Regions from separate parts of the Muntiacus reevesi genome. Here region 2 is linked to region 1. The links are chromatin contacts, called in public Hi-C maps. All regions are on one chromosome and are shown on one strand. Each heading gives the region's core, a stretch centred on a gene start, on an enhancer-like site or on the middle of the called end of the contact. The rest is flanking DNA. Distances are from core to core; before and after follow the strand shown. Region 1 holds the start of ZNF23 (zinc finger protein 23). Region 2 holds the start of CMTR2 (cap methyltransferase 2).

Region 1 (6,183 bases), core at 337-2,836:
ACAGAAAGTGGGAGCTGGAGTGGGAGGAGTGTGCAAACACACGCAGCCATATTGGCAATGCTCTCCTTTTTATTGGAGTGTTTCATGGGTGCTCACATCACTACTATGCTTCATAAATGCCATGCTAGATCAATCTTCTGAATACATGAATTACATTTAAAATATACACTTATCTGTATGATATGAAATAATTTTCAACATGCAAAAGGTACTGTGCTATCTTTTGTGTAAAACAAAAAGGAACTATAATATATGTATATCGGTGACTTGTGCAAAAAGAAATAAAAGGAAAAACCAGAAACTAAGGAGAATGGGTGCCTCAGGTGTGGATGGGAAGTCAGTGAAAGGAACTCAGGGAATGGAAACAGGGTGAAAGGAAACCTGGGGTGCAGAAGTAGAAGGGGTGACAGGAAATGACACCTCACTGAGTGTGTCTTTTTGTTCTGACTTTCATGTAATGCTTTGCATATCAAAACACACACACACACACACACACACACATACATATATTAAAAAAATCAACCAACGAGGATGGGTGACAACCTCCAAAAACTAAAAACAACAGCAAATGAGCCTAACCATACAACATTACTGCACTGAAGCGATGGGAAAGAAAACAAGTAACTCTGATAAATAATATTTTAACTAAATACTGTAAGGCTAAAAAGACCTGTACCCAAAGGCTACTTGAGGTTGTATAATTTTTAAATTTATTGCCATTCTTCCCTATCTGGCAGTTAAAACCACAAATTTTCCTTTGAATGCACTACAAACTACATTCCAAAAGCTTTTCAAATATATATATATGTGTGTGTGTGTGTCTTCATTACTGCTTTACATTTTTAGTAAACTTGCTTTCCTGAGAGTATGAATGAGCAATTCAATAACTATTTCATGGATATTCTAGGACGGAGAAAATCAGCATATTCTACATTGTATCAATCATTCCCAGGTCATCGTCATCCCACAGCCCCAGAGATGTCGGGCCAGGTTACCTTTTGGAACTGACATCGCTCCAGCAGACAGTGCCCTCCAAAATCCGGGCTTCTTCCGATCTCGGGTGCCCTGGAGGGGCTCTGCTTTTTCTGTTCCCCCACTGACCTCGATTCACCCTGTGTTCGGAAGGAAGACACATAAAGCTTATACTTGAAACGCATACAGATAAAAGCCCCTGCACTAACCCAACACGTTGAGAGACTCGTGATACTCTTAGGCCTCTTCATCTCTGCAAATATTCCACCCTCTGGCTGGTCCAACACAAGCTCCCAAAAGGCCAGTAGCATCTTCTCCAAAGTGCTAATTGCTCGCGGCTTCGCGGTTGTGACAAAAACCCAGGCTTCGCCCTCTACCCGACGGAACGTAATCGGCTATTAAGTCTAAAGTAGGCGCGAAGAGGACAGAAAAAGCCCACAGATCCACCTCAACGGAGCCTGGAGGAGCATCACAACCGCAACCAGAGCGTTAGACCAGGCACCGCCCCCGCCTCCCGCAGCCCACACTCACCTCCGAAGCTAGCCGCTCCACGGCGCGGCCGGAAGTACGTCACCAGACCGCGGCCGAGTCTCTCTAGCAGCAGCATCGCTCCTTCTCGGATTTGCTCTGGCCCCGCCCCCTGCAGCGGAATCCCGAGTACGCTATCCTGGCTTCCTTCTCCCGGATGCGAGTCTAATAGAGAAAGCAGTGCTCCTCGAGGTGGGCTAGGGAAGGCAAGAATGAGGCGAGCGATGGACCCAAACCAGGGCCTGCCGCCGGGGATCTATATCGTAGTAAAGCTGCAGGTATAACCAGATTTCGGAGTTTCCGGACTGGACCCCTGATCATACGATGTCAAACCTAAGGCCCCCTTTTTGAAACAAATATTTCCTAATGATCACCATAAGCTCCTGTCATGAAACTCATAGATAATAGCTTAGAAGGTCATAGACAGTATAAACAACCTGCACTTTAAAAAGTAATGTTATAAAGGAGAAATAAAATAATTTATGATTTAAAGTGTATGTATTTCAGTAGGTAAATGTTTGGTAAGTCGGGTGTAGACCTAATAGTGAAATTGCTCAGTCGTGTCCGACTCTTTGCGATCCCATGGACTATTAGCCTACCAGGCTCCTCCGTCCGTGGAATTTTCCAGGGAAGAGTGCTAGAGTGGGTTGCCATTTCCTTCTCCAGGGGATCTTCCCGACCCAGCGATTGAACCGAGATCTCCCGCGTTGCAGGTAGATGCTTTACCGTCTTGAGCCACCAGGGAAGCCCGTAGACCTAATAAGTCCTCAGATAACTTGCCTCTACATGTAGAACATGCGGGGTCCACAGCCATAATGCTGTATCTTATGTTGGTATTTCAAAAAACTACAAAGTGTGATCCAAAATGGTTGATCACAGCATCTCCTGATTACACATACACAGTAGTTACTTTTTTGGAAAATCAGCTATGTCAAAACTGTGCAAAAATATACTGTGTTTATCCTGATTAAAAAAAAAAAAAAAAAGCTCTAGATTCAGGTCATCTTTAAGCAGTTTTTACCTATGTGAATGTCCATCAAGATGTATGAAAGCCTGTGAAAACTTTTCATAGGCAGGTCTGTATTGTGCACTGCAGGCTGTGTTACTCCTGGCTCCCAATCAACACCACCAAATCTTGTGACAAAAATAGCCCTGTTAAACTCCAAAATGATCATTAAAATGTAATTTTTACTTTTAATTTTGCTCAAGGTAAATGGCAGATTGAGATAGGTGGCTGTCTATATAAGCCTTATATATGTAAATAACTCAATGGTGTAGTTAGGCAAGTATGGAGTTCAAATAACTTTGGGTTGGTGAATTGAGGGCAGAATGTTTGTTAGGTGAGTTAGCAGAATCTTATATGCTTTGACTTATTTGGGGGGTGTGGCATGGTGATAATGGTATATAAAGTATGAGAATTAATGGGAGGATGGTAGGGGTTTGGTTAGACAAGCTATTAGATATAAGTGTGCATGTGTGGTATGTATGTAACTGCTCTGTATCCTGTGACCACTGACACAGTAACACATGATAGATGATGTTGGAAAATAATACTCAATTTAAGCTCAGCTACTTCTTGTACAAGGGCTTCCCTTGTAGCTCAGCTGATAAAGAATCCGCCTGTAATGCAAGAGACCCTGGTTCAATTCCTAGGTGGGGAAGATCCACTGGAGAAGGGAGAGGCTACCCACTCCAGTATTCTTGGGCTTCCAAGCTGGTGGCTCAGCTTCCCTGGTAAAAAATCTGCCTGCAATGTGGGAGACCTGGATTCGATTCCTGGGTTAGGAAGATCCCATGGAGAAGGAATACTTCACTCCAGTATTCTGGCCTGGAGAATTCCATGTACTGTATATCCATGGGGCTTGCAAAGAGTTGGACATGACTGACCTTCACTCTCAAAGCTTTCACCTTCACTCTCAAAGCTCAGCTACAAGTTTCTTAACTGTGTTAAGGCCTCTGATGGCCATAGCTGAGTCCCAGCATCCCCCTCAACTTAAAAATACCAGAAGCATGAAACCAGTGAGCATAGTTGATTAATCATTAGTCTATTGAGATGTATTACTCAAGGGGAAAGAATGAATGATTTTAGGTGAGATAATCTTGAAGTAAGAACCAGATGCCAGATATAGTTCATTTAGAGAAATCCTCATGGTTCATTGACCTAGGAAAGAGGCATATTTGTGGGTGAGCTGATGATTTATCACAGCTTGATAATTATGCTCTGCCTATTAATTATGATAAGCATAATGACTGGAAATGATTAGCTTTATGTGATATGCATGATTTAAAAATATGTCCTGTGCAATATTAATCACTTCAATTACCCCTATGAATATTTGTGGGGACTGGAATCTAATGTGAGTTAAATTGTTAATGTGTATGGAATATCAACAGGCTGATGTACATACTTATATACACAGGATAGATAAATAATTCATGATTATACATATCATATACTCTGCATAAGAAGGCATAGTATTTATTTACATAAGTGGAAGGGCACAAAATGCACAAAGGAAACCATAATATTAGTTTTTAAGACGTCATTTTTAAATACTAACACAGCACTCAAAGATCGTGTAAAATGTTCCATAAGCAAGTTGTTCAGGGAATCAGTGAAGTAGAGTTCAGCTTTGGGTGTTGATGGAGGGCTGGAGCATCTTCCTTGAATCTTAGGGGAAAATGTTATTTTCCTTTTCTGTTTTAGAAGAACAAACTAATAAGTACACTGCAAAGACTCTTCTTTTTAGGAGGTTCTCTACAATAATGCTTGGTAGTGGTATAAGGACTACAATTATAGGAAAGTACAGAACAGATCCTCTTTGTCAAGTGATAATAAATGAGTGATTGACAGTTTGTCCTCCAATTCATGTTACTGTTAAGAGGTCCCCTAAAAGTATGCTGTTAATAGATCCCCTACAAATACTTTGGCCACCTGATACAAAGAACTAACTCATTGGAAAAGACCCTGATGCTGGGAAAGATTGAAGGCAGAAGAAGGGGACAACAGAGGATGAGATGGTTGGATGGCAATCACTGATTAGATGGAAAAGTTTGAGCAAGCTCCGGGAATTGGTGATGGACAGAGAAGCCTGGCCTGCTGCAGTCCATGGGGTCGCGAAGAGTCAGACACAACCGAGCAACTGAACTGAGCTGAACAAGTATTCAGGATAAACACTGGCTAATAGGTCATAACGTTATACTTCGCTGTTTTACTATATGAAGTATTGGGACCACTGATAAAATTAGGAATGAGATGGTTAATGTTAGAACACCTCCTATTTGTTGTAAATGGATCACAGAATTGCATATGAAAATAAGAAATATCATTCTTATTTGATGTGAGGGAGTGCACTGAGGAGGTTAGGTGGAGTGTAACTCTCTGGGTACCCTCCCTAGAAGGTCAGGTAAGACTAGTATTAGTAAGATTAATATTAGAAATAGAAACAAGGCACCCAAGATATCTTTAATTGTGTAGTATGGATGAAATGTGATATTTTTTCATTCAGGATGAGATCCACTTTGGACTATTAGAGACTGTTTCATGAAGGAATAATAAGTGAAGAACTGCTAAAGCTGCAATAATGAATGGGAGAATAAAGTAGAACGTGAAGAACAGGGGAAGGGTGGCTTTATCAACTGAGAATCCTCCTAGTCATTTGACTAGATTACTTCCAATGTCAGGAAGTACTAAAAGCAGATTTGTAATTAATGACTGTTGCTCTTCAAAAGGATATTTTAAAAAAATCAAAAGGATATTTAGTCTTGTGGTAAGACATAACCTATAAATGCTGTGACTATTACCTTAAATAGTATGATGATTCCAATGTTTCATAGTTCTAGAAAGTGTAAGATCCAAGTATCAACCTCTTCCTACATGGATAAATAAGCAAACAAAGAATAAGAATAGGAAAGGTACAATTGCATATAAATACCAGATAATTCAGCCATAGTTTACATTTTAGTAGATATGGGTTACAGATGAGAAGGCAGTTATTGTATCTGATATATAATGTATTGTTAGGAATAACCCTGTTAATATTTGTATAATTAAACAAATATAAAGCAGGGATGAAAATTTCATCATGCTGAGCTATCATCCTAAAAGATGATATTGTGACAGTGCTACACTCTATACCAACAAATTTGGAAAACTCAGCAGTGGCCACAGGACTGGAAAAGGTCAGTTTTCATTCCAATTCCTAAGAAAGGCAATGCCAAAGAATGCTCAAACTACCGCACAGTTGCACTCATCTCACAGGCTAGTAAAGTAATGCTCAGAATTCTCCGAGCCATGCTTCAACAATATATGAACCGTGAACTTCCAGATGTTCAAGCTGGTTTTAGAAAAGGCAGAGGAACCAGAGATCAAATTGCCAACATCCGATGGATCATTGAAAAAGCAAGAAAGTTCCATAAAAACATCTATTTCTGCTTTATTGACTATGCCAAAGCCTTTGACTGTGTGGATCACAATAAACTGTGGAAAATTCTGAAAGAGATGGGAATATCAGACCACCTGACCTGCCTCTTGAGAAATCTGTATGCAGGTCAGGGAGCAACAGTTAGAACTGGACATGGAAAAACAGACTGGTTCCAAATAGGAAAAGGAGTACATCAAGGCTGTATATTGTCACCCTGCTTATTTAACTTATATGCAGAGTTCATCATGAGAAACGCTGG
Region 2 (5,659 bases), core at 1,616-4,115, 140 kb before region 1:
CTTTGTACTCAAAATACTTTTTCATCCTTTTATATTTTGTTTAAATTACTTACAAGTCTGTCTGTGCCATTCCGTGCTCAGTCGCTCAGTTGTATCTGACTCTTTGCGACCCCATGGACTGTAGCCCGCCAGGCTCCTCTGTCCATGGGGATTCTCCAGGCAAGAATGCTGGAGTGGATTGCCATGCCCTCCTCCAGGGGATCATTCAAACCCAGGGATTGAACCTAGGTCCCCACCACTGCAAGCAGATTCTTTACCGTCTGAGCCACCAGGAAAGCCCAAGAGCTTGCAAACTTCCTGAAGTAACAATCACCTTAGTCATTTCTGTTTGCCACACTATATTTACCCCAAAATTGTGGATAACAGTCACAATAACCTATTAATGTATTTTTCTTACCTTAGGTCTATTTTTTTTTTTTACTGTTAGACTATTTAGACAATATCAATGTATGACAAAACCCACTGAAAAATAAAAAATAAAAAAAAAGAATATTTAGACAAATTTCTGACAGAAAGCAAAAAGGAAGCATTTTCACATTCACTAAAATTTTAATTAAAAGTAAATGCACGAGGACTACAACAAGTTATTCTATCCTAATTCACACTTTGCTTACTGGAAACTGCAACTTTTAGATTTCAACTATATTCTATTTTGGGAAAAGTCTGACTTTAGTCATTAACTTCACATACCAATTAATGGCTGTAAGTAAGCTCTGAAATCTTACCTAAGCTAATACGTAATTACTTTCACAGGAGAACAGCTAAAGTGGTTCAAACAGTCCACTGTTCTTCCCGCCTATACTTGTGGAACATGAACCAAAATTATATATTATATATTTTTATATAAACTGTATATCATGTTGAAAAATGCTCAGGTTGACAACACACAACTTATCCAAACATTGTTTCCTACAAATTCCCAGAATCCAACTGCTTCGCACTCACTCCAACTACCAAACTTCTGATCAGAAACACGTATCAACTCTCTTCTGAACTACTGGCACAGCTGTCTCACTCCTCTCTTTGCTTCTACCCTTGCCTCCGCCATTCTATTCTGAAACACACTCACCAGAGTAACTCTGAAAAACCTTAGATTGTAGGGCTGCTCTGCTGTCACGGCTCCCCGTTTCACTCACAGTAAGTGCCAAAGTCTTTACAATAGTCTACAAGGCCCTAGAAGATGTCTGTTCTCCAGCCCCACCCCATGGCTAACCTAATTTTCTCCTACTACCCCTTTTTTTCATTGTGTTCCAGCCCCACAGGCTCTCTTGCTGTTCACTTAAAAGCCCAGACACACAGCAAGGGGAGTCTTTGGACAGTCAGTCCCTCCACCTGGAATGCTCTTCCCTTCCCTTATCTCCTTCAAGAATTTACAAAATGGGGAATTCGTGTAGCTCTATGGCTGATTCATATCAATGTATGACAAAATCCACTGAAAAATAAAAAAATAAATTAAAAAAAAAAAGAATTTACAAAAGTGTCATTTTTTCTGTGAAGCCTTTGACATTCTAATTTAAAACTGCATCTTCCATTAACAATGGTAAAGGTAAGAACTTTGCTGTCTTTTCCTATGACACTCTTTCCTTCTAACATGTGAAAGTGAAAAAGTGAACGTGAGGTCACTCAGTCGTGTCTGACTCTTTGAGGCCCCCATCGACTGTGGAGCCTACCATGGAAATTTTCCAGGCAAGAGTACTGGAGTGGGTTGCCAGTTCCTTCTCCAGCGGATCTTCCTGACCCAGGAGATGAACCCAGGTCTCTGGCATTGTAGGCAGACGCTTTACCATCTGAGCCATCAGAGAATTTACTTATTTATGTTTACTATTTTTTATGTCTTCCCAAAACTACAACCTAAGCTGCAATGGGCAGGGATCTTTGTTTTCTTTACTCACTTATTAAGAAGTTAGAACAGTACACAGAAAGCATTCAGTAAGTATTCATGGAATAACTAAAGGTATTTCAGACTAGCCCAAAAGACGTGCCTCTGATCAGGTTCTGAATATATAAGTCTTAGCAAAGAACTTCAACATCACTCTAGCACCTCACACAAAACAAAAACAAAAATGCATATGGTTTACGAGATACAAGGGAAAAGTTTTCAGTATGATCCTCTGGAAAAGGTTCCTCTGTCCCTCTTATGAAGCACTCCATAGAGCTTTGTGGCATCATCATTCTGCTACGAGGGTTAGTATTACCATTGTTGTTTTGCAGAATTGAGTAGGAAGTCATGTACCCCCAGCCCAATGCCACGAAGGGAATACCCGCAAAATCACCGGCCTAACACAAAGTCTCATTAATAGCTGTTACTCCCCCAGTTAACACTTGCAAAGAAATTTTAGAAGAGGTGCCAACAGCTCCACCTCCTCACAGCAACAGCGAAAATAATGCCTACTGTGTATCCAGCGCCTTACTTTGCGCCAGGGGCACCCCAAATCTCATTTCCTCTAGGTAGAAATTAAGTCTCAAGTTTCATTCGAGCGACCCAGTCCCTGACCCGGAGGAAACTCAGCCCAAGCCTCTGCCTAATCCACTGGAAAGTCGAAGACCCGGGTTCGGAAAGTGGGCCTGAATTACCTTCGCTCACGCCCACCTCAGCCCCCAGAGTCTAGAGAGGCTGCGCTTCACTCGCTCTCCTCACTCAAGGAGGGCATTCTCCACTTCCACTCCTGGGGATGATTCCCAAGAGCATCGCTACTGCAGGTCTTCTGAGCCCTGGCACAGGGATGGGAGGTGGCGCGCCGGAAGATCGAGAAGGAGGCAGGAGCGGCCCTAAGAACACGCAGAGCGGAAGCACAACTACAGCCCGAGACTCCGGCGCGAGACTCCGGCGAACGGAGGCCCAAAAACCCTAACACACGCACTGCGCGTGCGCCTCAAGGCTGAGCTGGCGTCTTACGTCAACGTTACGCACGTCGGCGAAGCTCGTAAGAGACCTCTGCTCTCTCGGTTTCGTTTCTCCGCTGGGTGCTGAATCTGGGAAGCGCCAGCCTCCCGCCCAACGGCCGCTATGGCAACTGCGCGCTCAAACCGAGCGTCCTTTGGCCCCGCCCCCCGAGGGTGGAGGCGTGGAATGGGGCGAGGACAACCTGTCCCGGACACGCTGGCCCCGCCCACCTGGGCCCTGGACGCCCGGGGTTCTCTCGCCTTGGGGTAGTTTAGCTCTTAGCAGAAAGAATGAGGTTAGAAGAAAATGAGGTTAAAAAGCCAAACTAAGGAAACTACAAAAATACTGTTATCATGACATACATATATTTATAAACGAGTAAAACAACCTCCCTTCTAGATACCATATTAAAAAGCAGACATTACATTGCCGACAAAGGTCCGTCTAGTCAAGGCTAAGGTTTTTCCAGTGGTCATGTATGGATGTGAGAGTTGGACTGTGAAGAAAGCTGAGTGCCGAAAAATTGATGCTTTTGAACTGTGGTGTTGGAGAAGACTCTTGAGAGTCCCTTGGACTGCAAGGAGATCCAACCAGTCCATCCTAAAGGAGATCAGTTCTGGGTGTTCATTGGAAGGGCTGATGCTGAAGCTGAAACTCCAATACTTTGGCCACCTCATGCGAAGAGATGACTTATTGGAAAAGACTCTGATGCTGGGAGGGATTGGGGGCAGGAGGAGAAGGGGACAACAGAGGATGAGATGGTTGGATGGCATCACTGACTCGATGGACATGAGTTTGAGTAAACTCCGGGAGTTGGTGATGGACAGGGAGGCCTGGTGTGCTGCGATTCATGCGGTCGAAAACAGTGAGACACGACTGAGCGACTGAACTGAACTGAAGACAAGCTCCCCGGAGAAGGAAATGGCAACCCACTCCAGTACCCTTGCCTAGAAAAATCCCATGGACAGAGAAGCCTAGTAGGCTACAGTCCATGGGGTCGCAAAAAGTCGGACATGACTGAGCGACTTCACTTTCAGTTTTCATTTTCACAAGACAACCTCAAAGGAAAATGGGAGACGATTGAACAAGCCATTCGAAAAAGCAAAACAACCGGTAAGGGTATAGTGCAAAGCTATTTGGGCTTCCTGATAGCTCAGTTGGTAAAGAATTTGCCTGCAATATGGGTGACCTGGGTTCAATCCCTGGGTTGGGAAGATCCCCTGGAGAAGGGAAAGGCTACCCACTCCAGTATTCTGGCCTGGAGAATTCCATAGACTGTACAGTCCATGGTGTAGCAAAGAGTTGGACATGACTGAGCCACTTTCACTTTTACAGAAGGCAAACTTTAAAATAACCTTGCACCTTAGCCCAGCAATTCCCACTCCTAGCAATTTAGCTTTAGAAAACAACTGGCACTCACTTTGGGAAAAAATGTTTATCATAGCATCTTAATAACATTAATAACAATACTGGAGCCTATTATACAAAGTGAAGTAAGTCAGAAAGAGAAAAATAAATATTGTATACTAACACATATATGGGCTTCCCTGCTGGCTCAGGTGATAAAAAATCTGTCTGCAATGCAGGAGACTGGGTTCAATCTCTGGGTTGGGAAGATCGCTTAGAGAAGGGAATGGCAACCCACTCCAGTATTCTTGCCTGGAGAATTCCATGGACAGAGGACCCTGGCAGGCTACAGTCCATGGGTCACAAAGAGTTGATCACAATTCAGTGACTAACACTACTATGCAGCCATTAATAGATTATATATGCCAAAAGTGTCATATGAAAATAGGAGAATATAGAACTAGATGTGGAGTTTGACCCATTTATGTCATATATATACATATATGTGTGTGTGTGTGACACACATACAAATTTTACAACTCTTCCAGTATACGCATCAGTGGAGAAAAGTCTTTTCAAAAAAAATAAATAAATAGTGGGGCTTCCCTGGTGGTTCAGTGGTTAATAATTCACCTGCCAATGTAGGAGGCATGGGTTTGATCCTTGGTCAGGGAAGGTCCCACATGTGACAGGGCAACTAAGACTGTGTGCCACAACTACTGAAGCCCACACACCCAGAGCCTGTGCTTTGCAAAAAGAGAAACCACTGCAATGAGAAGCCCCTGCTCACCACAACTAGAGAAAGCCCTCACGCAGTAACAAAGACCCCATGCAGTCAAAAACAAATAAATAAATAAATTATCTTTTAAAAAAGGATTGTAGGACATTTGAATATCTATTTTATATGGAAAAGACTTCATCTGGACTCTTCAGTCAGTCAGTCAGTTCAGTCGCTCTGTCGTGTCCCACTCTTTTCGACCGCATGAATCGCAGCACACCAGGCCTCCCTGTCCATCACCAACTCCCGGAGTTTACTCAAACTCATGTCCATCGAGTCAGTGATGCCATCCAGCCATCTCATCCTCTGTCGTCCCCTTCTCCTGCCCCCAGTCCCTCCCAGCATCAGAGTCTTTTCCAATAAGTCACCTCTTCGCATGAGGTGGCCAAAGTATTGGAGTTTCAGCTTCAGCATCAGTCCTTCCAATGAACACCCAGGACTGATCTCCTTTAGGATGGACTGGTTGGATCTCCTTGCAGTCCAAGGGACTCTCAAGAGTCTTCTCCAACACCACAGTTCAAAAGCATCAATTTTTCGGCACTCAGCTTTCTTCACAGTCCAACTCTCACATCTAGACTCTTACTTCACATAATAAACAAAAACAGATTTCATTTTGATTGTCAATCTATATTTTAAAGATCAAACAATAA

What was found. A called contact is a pair of places that touch in the nucleus more often than the background predicts.
Region 2: a contact with region 1 is called in a Hi-C map of muscle, with 5 times the contacts expected there. The contact joins the promoter of CMTR2 here to the promoter of ZNF23 in region 1. A contact is called at or near these places in 2 of 3 Hi-C or Micro-C datasets (blood and muscle).

Annotation. Positions count from the first base shown.
Region 1 is chr2:251,878,945-251,885,127 of mMunRee1.1, reverse strand. ZNF23 (zinc finger protein 23) reads right to left here and starts at 1,586. Exons shown (of 6, transcript XM_065925703.1): 1 at 1,504-1,586; 2 at 996-1,112. It also overlaps the pseudogene LOC136157471.
Region 2 is chr2:252,024,340-252,029,998 of mMunRee1.1, reverse strand. CMTR2 (cap methyltransferase 2) reads right to left here and starts at 2,865. Exons shown (of 2, transcript XM_065925711.1): 1 at 2,575-2,865.